Regions from separate parts of the Larimichthys crocea genome. Here region 1 is linked to region 2. Evidence: chromatin contacts called from public Hi-C data. All regions are on one chromosome and are shown on one strand. The core of a region is the stretch at or near the end of the contact, and the rest is flanking DNA. Distances in the headings are between cores, read along the strand shown. Region 1 holds the start of klf5b (Kruppel like factor 5b). Region 2 holds the start of gpr18 (G protein-coupled receptor 18).

Region 1 (3,772 bases), core at 300-2,799, 140 kb before region 2:
GGACGGATTTCAGTCACGTGTTTGGGATAATAGCTGTGAATATTAGAGCAAACACACACACACACACACACACACACACACGGGCCTGCCTCCATTATTTAGGCTTAGATCTGACAATGAAAACAGCCTGTTTTTTTTTTTTTTGCTCTCATCAGCAGCATCTCTACATCCAAAGCAGCAGCAGCAACTCAGATCAGTAAGCAGTGTGTGTGTGTGTGTGTGATGCTCTGATGCAAAAAAAAAAAAAACATAAATAAATAAAAAATAAATAAATGCAATCCCTCCTACCAAATTATAATCATGAAAAGAGGAAGTTCCCGGCATGTTACAGAGCACTTGTCCATGGTCTTCACCTCTCAGACCGTCGGCTGTCAGTGGCGGTGCGGCGGGGTTGGTTTTACGGAGAAACTGCGCGTCCTGCCCCGGAGCAACCCAAACATTATTCCTCACGGCAGCGGCCATAAAAGCGCAGAGAGAGACACAAAAACTATCCGAGATCTCTCACAGATAAACGAAGCATAGGTATTTCTTTTGTTTTCTGAGAGATAGAGACAGAGAGAGAGAGAGAGAGCCAGCTGTCAAACGTTCATTCTCTCTATTTTTTTTTTTTTTTTTTTTGCGCTGGCTTGTCAAATTACGCAACTGCGTGGAAACGGCGCGTCTCCTCTCCGCAGGGCGGGGCTGAACATGCACAAAATAAACAGGACAAGCGAGCGTAGATCAGGAGGGACACGCCTAATGTAATGAATACTGAGGTCTGTGCGGTGTGATGAGGTGAAATGGTTCGAAGGTTAGAAGAAGAAATGACACGTGGGAGGGTTAAAAAAGAAAAAAAAGGAGGTGTCAGTGGATCTGGATCTGGATCAGGTCTGATGTGCCTCCTTTAACACCTTTTTTTTGATTCTGTCTGACCTTCCAGTGACGTGTCAGTGTCTCACCTGCCACCTCAGCCAATCAGCTTCACTTTTTTTCCCCCTATCATCTAATGTAAACTTTTTTCTTTCTTTATTCTGAGCCGGCACTGACTGACTGACTGCTCCTGGTCTCCTGGTCTGGCATGTTAAAAACGCCACTGCAGTGCAGCTGTCTGTCAGGACTGCATACTTGATGCCAACATTCCTGAGCCAGCAGCACACACACACACACACACACTCACACACACTCACACATATACTACTGCCAGTGGATGTTTCCATCAAAATAGCTCAGCATTTCACTCAAACGCACGGTGTGGGGGTCACACTTACATTCAGCAGCGATGATCTGCAGTTGTCCAAACTTTGCTCCCTGGAATAAACCTGCTGCGTTTATTTTGCACCCTGTTTACGTGTCTTCTTCTTCTGGTGACCCTGCAGGAACTCTTGACATGTTTCTTTACATCCTTTTAGATACACACCAGATTTCTGGCTTCCGAAAAGAATCACAAAATCCAACCTCCAAACCTCAAAGCCTGCGTCTTTAGAGATCACGGTGACAGCAGCTTTATACCTCAGCTTAACAGAGACAGAACTCACTTGACAAGTGTTGTTTTTTTTCCCACACAGGTGTACAGAGTATTACCCCATGTCAGTGCAACATGCTGGAACTGGAAACACAGGTATGCCACAACCTTGGCACCGATGTGGACAAAGACTTATGCAGCATTACATTATAATAATAAATAAAAAAAAAAAGAATCACTGTCATTTAGTGCCACTCCCATCCATGTTTGACTTCAGGCAGTTTCTGTCCTCTTATTAAAATGTTGTAACTGCACCCACTGTAGGCCTGACTCAACAGGCTTTGAAAGCGAGGTTAGATCAGGTCATAGGTGGATAAAGCTTAAAGTAATCACACAGCATATGGAAAAACACATTTCTTACCATGCGTACATGTTCATCTGTTGCTTTTTATTTGAGTTTGTAAGTGACAGATCTTTGCAGCGCAGGACTCGGCTGTGAAAGTCATTTTCTTCTTATAAATTCATCATCAAAACAAGTTTTTAAAATCCTTTAACCTCCTCTGAACTCACCCTAATTTGTTATATTTGACTTATAATTTTAATCTAACATATTTTCCCACCTTTTGTTAGTGTGTCACACGTGTTCTGCTGAACTTTTTAAAACAAAACTAAGAAAATAAATCAAATATATTATGGTTTTGATTACACGACACAAACATCATCAGGACGAGCGCTCGCCAAAAGAAAATATCCATATTTTTTCATGAGTCAGTAAGATAAATAAATAAAAATAAATATATCTGAAAACATATTCAAATGACTGCTGATCATCCAATTAGGAGCTGACTGATTGGCCGTCATGTGCTGACCTTTCAAAGTGCAATCTAAATCCATGGATGTCTCAGCTCCAAGAGGAGCAACTGTCATTCTTGGCCGTGGCTCTTCCTGTACGGCGAATGTGAGCCGAGCCCTCCTTCCATATCGCCCACCCCCCAACGTATTAAAAAACCCTCACAATATGCCCAACAACTGCACAGCGGAGGAGAGAGAATGCACGGTATGTGCTTACAGCATCACAACTCCTCTCTCCTCTGCGCTCTCTCTCTCATGGACTAATATGGCCAGGGCCAAGAGGGGATAGGACAATAAACACATGAAGCACACAGCGTGTGTGTGTGTGTTTTTATTTTGAAAGGCTAAAATAACTTTCTGTAAGCAGATTGAGTTATTTCTTGTGCTTTGTGTTTATGGATGTGACTATCACATGTGTGTATACAGAGTGTGTGTGTGGCTATCCTATCCGTGTTTTGCCCATTAATAATATTAAATGTTATGACACTGGGTGTAACACAAGAAATACAAACAAATCTTATGCTCTATATATAGTCTGTCTTGGAGCAGGTGCTTGGCACTCCCAGCAGAGGGCAATGGTCAGCTGCAGTGGAACTGGTGTGTGTGTTTTTTAACGTACTGCTGAACCATCAAACTGTTAATGCGTCCCACTTTTTATACCGTGTGTTTCATTACTTTCCACAGAGCCGGTGAGTGGGAAACAAGCAAAGTGATGCCTGTTTTTATGAAGTCAGTTGACACTTTTATTTAGATTTTTTTCCCCCCTCACACACACACACACACACAGTGTCTTAAAGTGTTTTTTATGACACGTGAGTTACCTTTAAAACAAAGATTATTTTCATTTCACGTTTCAATACGAGCATCTTAAACACGGCGTGTGCATTTTTCTTTGACTTTCCATACTCTCTTTTAAAAACCTCCAGCACAGGCACTCAGAATTATAATTTATTTGATGTCAGCTTTTCAAAGTCTGCCCTTGAAAAAAAAAAAAAGATTAAAAAAATAGAAAATAGAATCAATAATTTCTTCTTTGGCTTTATTATTTCGTCTCAAGTTTTGGCTGCGTTACAAGCTTGGCTTGTTGACTCTGTGCGGCATTTATCTGATCTGACACAGTTTCATTAGGCATTAGTAATCATTTCCATAGCACACAACATTAGAGTACTCCTGTTTGTAAAACAGCAGATGAGGCTAATGCCGTCCTCTGGGGAGAAATTCAATATAATTCGTTAATTAAATGGAATAATTTAATTACAGTAACTTAGAAAGCATTCATCAATATAATTGTTTCTGGAGCCACCATTATAATTGAGGTTTAAGTGAAAACAAGTCCGTTTCTAATGTTGGTAATGTGCTGACATAGTTCTCCCACCCTCCATTTGTTCCCTCTCTCTGATCTTCCAGCATGCCGTTTCTCCACAGTGTTTTCGTTTGATAGCCAGCCATACCACATCAGCAAGACCAAAACATTTATTA
Region 2 (4,382 bases), core at 322-2,821:
TTGATGCAGGTGGTGTAGTTGGAGATGCGGTCGGGGTCTTTCTCAGAGAAGAGCAGGGGCACGGTGGAGCCCAGAGTCATGAGCCACACCCCGACACTCGCCACCACGGCCTTCGGGACGTTCCTCAGCTCTTTGCCGTGCTTCGGCTGCACGATGGCCATGTAGCGGTCGGCGCTGATCAGAGCGAACAGCCACAGAGCCATGCAGGGGTAGAAGATGGTGAGAGCCGAGCTGACCCTGCAGAAGATATCTCCAAAGGGCCAGTAGTCCTGGTGGTGGTAGACCATCCTGAAGGGAAGCAGCAGGATGAAGGTGAGGTCCACCACCGCCACGTTTATCATGTAGATGGTGACGGAGTTCATCTTCTTGGTGGTGAGGGCAAACACCCACAAAGCTGTGAAGTTCACTATGACTCCTATGCCGAACACGAAGCAGTAGAAGATCAGGCCTGCCATGCGGTACTCCACCGGGCCCTGCTCCGGCCTCGCGGCATCAGACTCCAGGGACATGTTGGAGACGTTTAGATCCAACTTCATTCTGAAACTTAGAAAACACAGCAAGATGTTTCCATTCTTCTCTCATCGTGAAACCGATTCAGTCTAAGATCAGCTGCAGGAATATTACATCAAAGCTATAAAATGGATTCTCTAATTCCCATTTTGACCAAAATGATGCTTGATTTGAAACGCAGCTTACCTTCGAACATCATGTAGAAGTTATCCCTCCACGAGTCCACGAGTTTGAAATCTAAGAAACAAGCAAACATTATAACACATTCAAAAGTTCTGTGTGTGTTTGAGAGAGAGAAAAAAAAACGACGTGTCGGTTGAATAAACGAGAAGCTGCTTCTGAATGCACACACTTCTTTTTTTTTTTTACAGCCTTCTGCTTGATCATTTGAATAGTTATTCTTAAAAGCGGTGCAGCTGTGCCGTGAAAGGAAGGAAGACAAACAGAACGCGTCGGTCTCGATGTGTGATAGCGTAATTAAAAACGACATAAACAAGCAAACAAATAGCAAAAATATATATATAAATAAATATATATATCAGACTAGAGAGAATGGAGCTATTGTAGTCGTCTGCGGTCGGGTGAAACATGGAAGTGAAATTCAGATAGTGTGACTGATAGTAAATCATGTGACCTGATTTTTTTTTCCACTGTCCTGTCTGTACATGGCGTCTTGAATCTTAAAATCAGGGAACAGATTAACGTAAAGCAAGTGAGTTAAACAAGTAAGATGAGTGACTGACATCAGTTAAAGCGCTCACACACACACACACACACACACACACACACCAAGTGACTATAAAACACATCTGCCAAAATGACTTCCCTCTCTCTCTGTCTCTGTCTCTGTCTCTAAAGGTCAAACAGATCAGGTAGCCCTCGCCTGAACAATAAAAAACTGCACTTACCACAGAAATCACACAAACATCTTGACAAGCTCTGCGCCAACAGGTTTATGAAGTGGCACGGCCGATTTATCTGAGCGCTCAGCCAAAAACAGGGAAGTGGACGCTTTTCTGAAACAGGGTAACGTGTGACGAGACTACAGCACAATGTAAAGCCCCCTCCATCACTTCCTGTGTAAGACTTTCTGGTACTTTAGATTCCTTTACTGTATCTACGTAGTTGGAACACAAAGGGCTACAGCTTTCCACAGTCTGCAATTACACCCCCTTAAAGAAAATGATGTGCCATTAGAAGTGGGAGTGTGTTTGGCAGGCAGAGAGATGGCAGATTTAGGGCGAGTTATTGATTGGAAAAGTGGGGTCTGTCACAGCACATTAGTTCTCAGGGGAGTAATCCACAGCAGGTTGCTGTGAGAAGCATCTGCTGCTGGAGAGAAGTAATTAAAAACAGGATGTTGAGGCAGTTGCCATATAAACAGGAAATAAGACGGTGGTAATAGACACTTCACGCTGATGCTGTGAGATGGTTTTACACCACGTCGACTTAATGGATGCAAAGCGCATACCTCAGGTGAAAAGCTCAAGGTCAGGCCGGACCTGGACTGAATACAGATTAGTGTGTGTGATTAATGTGTGTGTGTGTGTGTGAGCTGGTAACAACTTTGAATTAGGACGTTTGGCTCAGAGAACGATCTAAACTTCTTCCCCCTTCCCTCCTAACTGCTACTTTCCACTCCCATAATGCAGCGGAGTGAAGCTGAAAATAAATCACACTTTCCCACGACTTAACATTTCCTCTTTTTTTCTGTGTGTGTGTGTGAACTTCTGTCTGTGTTCACTATTTTTTTTATCGCAGTGTTTATAGGAAGCCGGCTCATTCAGTCTAATTTTTATTCCTGGGAAATAATTATCTATCCGCTTGTCCTCTCGATGTGTCTTAAAAATCTCACAGCAGATGGTACTTTGTGTTCATTGCAATATGTTGTTATGACAACAGTCTGTGTGATGTTTTCCTCTCTTTGATACTTGTCATGCGGTTGCCTCAGCAGTCTTCCACTTCATAATAAATGCCTGATCTTTATTGTTTATCATAAACAGTCACAGATATACATTCAGACGTCACATGCTGTCTTTGTGTTTTCACGCTCTGCTGTCTGTGATTAAAATAAAAGATGCTGAGACTGTGAGTTTATTGAAAAAATAAAAAGATGAAGTGATGCTACATCTGTGAATATGTCTCTGTGATATACTGTGAAGAGCGTCAGCTCTTTACCCTGGTTTATACTGCCCTCTAGAGCAGGAATGTGATCACTACAATGTGCTCTGAGGTTTCATTATTCATTTATTATTGTGCAAGTAAGACTGGCCTAACATGATGCATGACATTTTCTATCTGTGGCGGTTATTGCAGAACTTAAAGCTGCAAAACCAACAAGTCCACTTCATTTGAAGTCTTTCCAAACTGACTTTATATTTTCATTGTGCAAATAGCATAGCATTGTAACATTATTTTAATTGTTCTGTTGCTATGTGTCCTTGTCTTCATCACTGCTTAAATTCAAAAGTGTCGTACGCAGTGTGTGTTTACTTATTTTATATCATACATACATTATCTGTAACCGCTTATCCTCACTAGGGTCACGGGGGGCTGGAGACTTTCCCAGCTGACATTGGGCGAGAGGCGGGGTAACACCCTGGACAAGTCACCGGTTCATCACAGGGCACGTAGAGACCTACGGGCATTTTAGAGACACCGGTTAACCTGTTAATGTCTTTGGACTGTGGGAGGAAGCCGGAGTACCCGGAGAGAACCCACACCGACATGGAGAGAACATGCAAAGTCACCACCACCACTGCACCACCGTGCTGCCCTTATTTTATCATTCTGTATTTTATTGCTGCCTTATTTAATGTTATTTTATTTAATGCATCAAACAAGACAACAAGATATTACTTTGAGTTTTAATGGTTTTATGTTGTGCTGTCTTTTACTGCGTTCTTAAATCTTATTTATCCTGTTTGTCACTTTGTAAACTCTGTTTTTAAAAGGTGCTATATGAATAAAGTTATTATTATTGTATCATTAAAAGTTAAAGGTGAGATATAAAAACACTCATCTCCTGAATAATAATGTGTGTGATGTATGTTTCCACTCGCAGCAGGAAGGTTCCTGGTTCAAACCCCGGCTGGTCTGTGCGGAGGTCGCATGTTCTCCCCGTGTCTGCGTGGGTTCTCTCCGGGTACTCCGGCTTCCTCCGCCGTAGGCGTGTGAATGTGAGCCTGTGAGTTATGTTTCCTGTTTTATTTTGTAGTTCTCGCCTGTCTGTGTCTTATATTTCTACTTCTTGTCTTTGTTTTCACCTGATTAGTTTCACCTGTGTCGAGTTGTCCTTCCTGGTTATTTCGTTTTCTTTGTTTCGTGTCTGAAGGTGTCCGTTACCTGTGTGCTCTCCTATGTTCCCCTTTTCTTTACTAGTTCTGGATTTTGTTTCGTGGATTCTCATTTGTAGACTGCCAGCTGCTTTGACTTTGTTTTGTGTTTCACCCTTTGTGAACCTGGTAAGATATTAGAGTTTCTTCTCTCCAGCAACTGTGAAATATTGTTCATTTCAAAAGTTGGACACGAGTTTAGGACTTGACACAAGATGTGACAAAGTCTGCAGTATGTTTGGAGCACGACCGACTCGTACACGCATTAAACTCAGATTTCAGGTGAAAACAGAGAAACTTTCCGCTGGTTTCCGCAGATGAAGATAAAAACATGAAAACAGCTGTCATCATTCTGCACAATGCAGATCAAAGCTTTGAGTGGAGGCGTAAGTCGAAGAAAGTTCAGAGAAAGTTATTCAGATCAAGACTGCACAACTCATTTTCTGGAAAATACATCATATCACTGATGTTATCTGATTACTTAAATATTCATACTGTATCTTGACGTCAGAGATTCCCACGTTAGAAACATCATGT

The links. A called contact is a pair of places that touch in the nucleus more often than the background predicts.
Region 1: a Hi-C map of muscle shows a contact between it and region 2, with 5 times the contacts expected there. The contact joins the promoter of klf5b here to the promoter of gpr18 in region 2. A contact is called at or near these places in 3 of 7 Hi-C or Micro-C datasets (all in muscle).

The regions. Positions count from the first base shown.
Region 1 is chrXVIII:19,397,597-19,401,368 of L_crocea_2.0, reverse strand. It overlaps klf5b (Kruppel like factor 5b), which reads right to left and starts at 1,549. Exons shown (of 4, transcript XM_019255764.2): 1 at 1,248-1,549.
Region 2 is chrXVIII:19,256,319-19,260,700 of L_crocea_2.0, reverse strand. gpr18 (G protein-coupled receptor 18) reads right to left here and starts at 1,571. Exons shown (of 3, transcript XM_010734009.3): 1 at 1,419-1,571; 2 at 697-747; 3 at 1-543. The coding sequence starts at 536.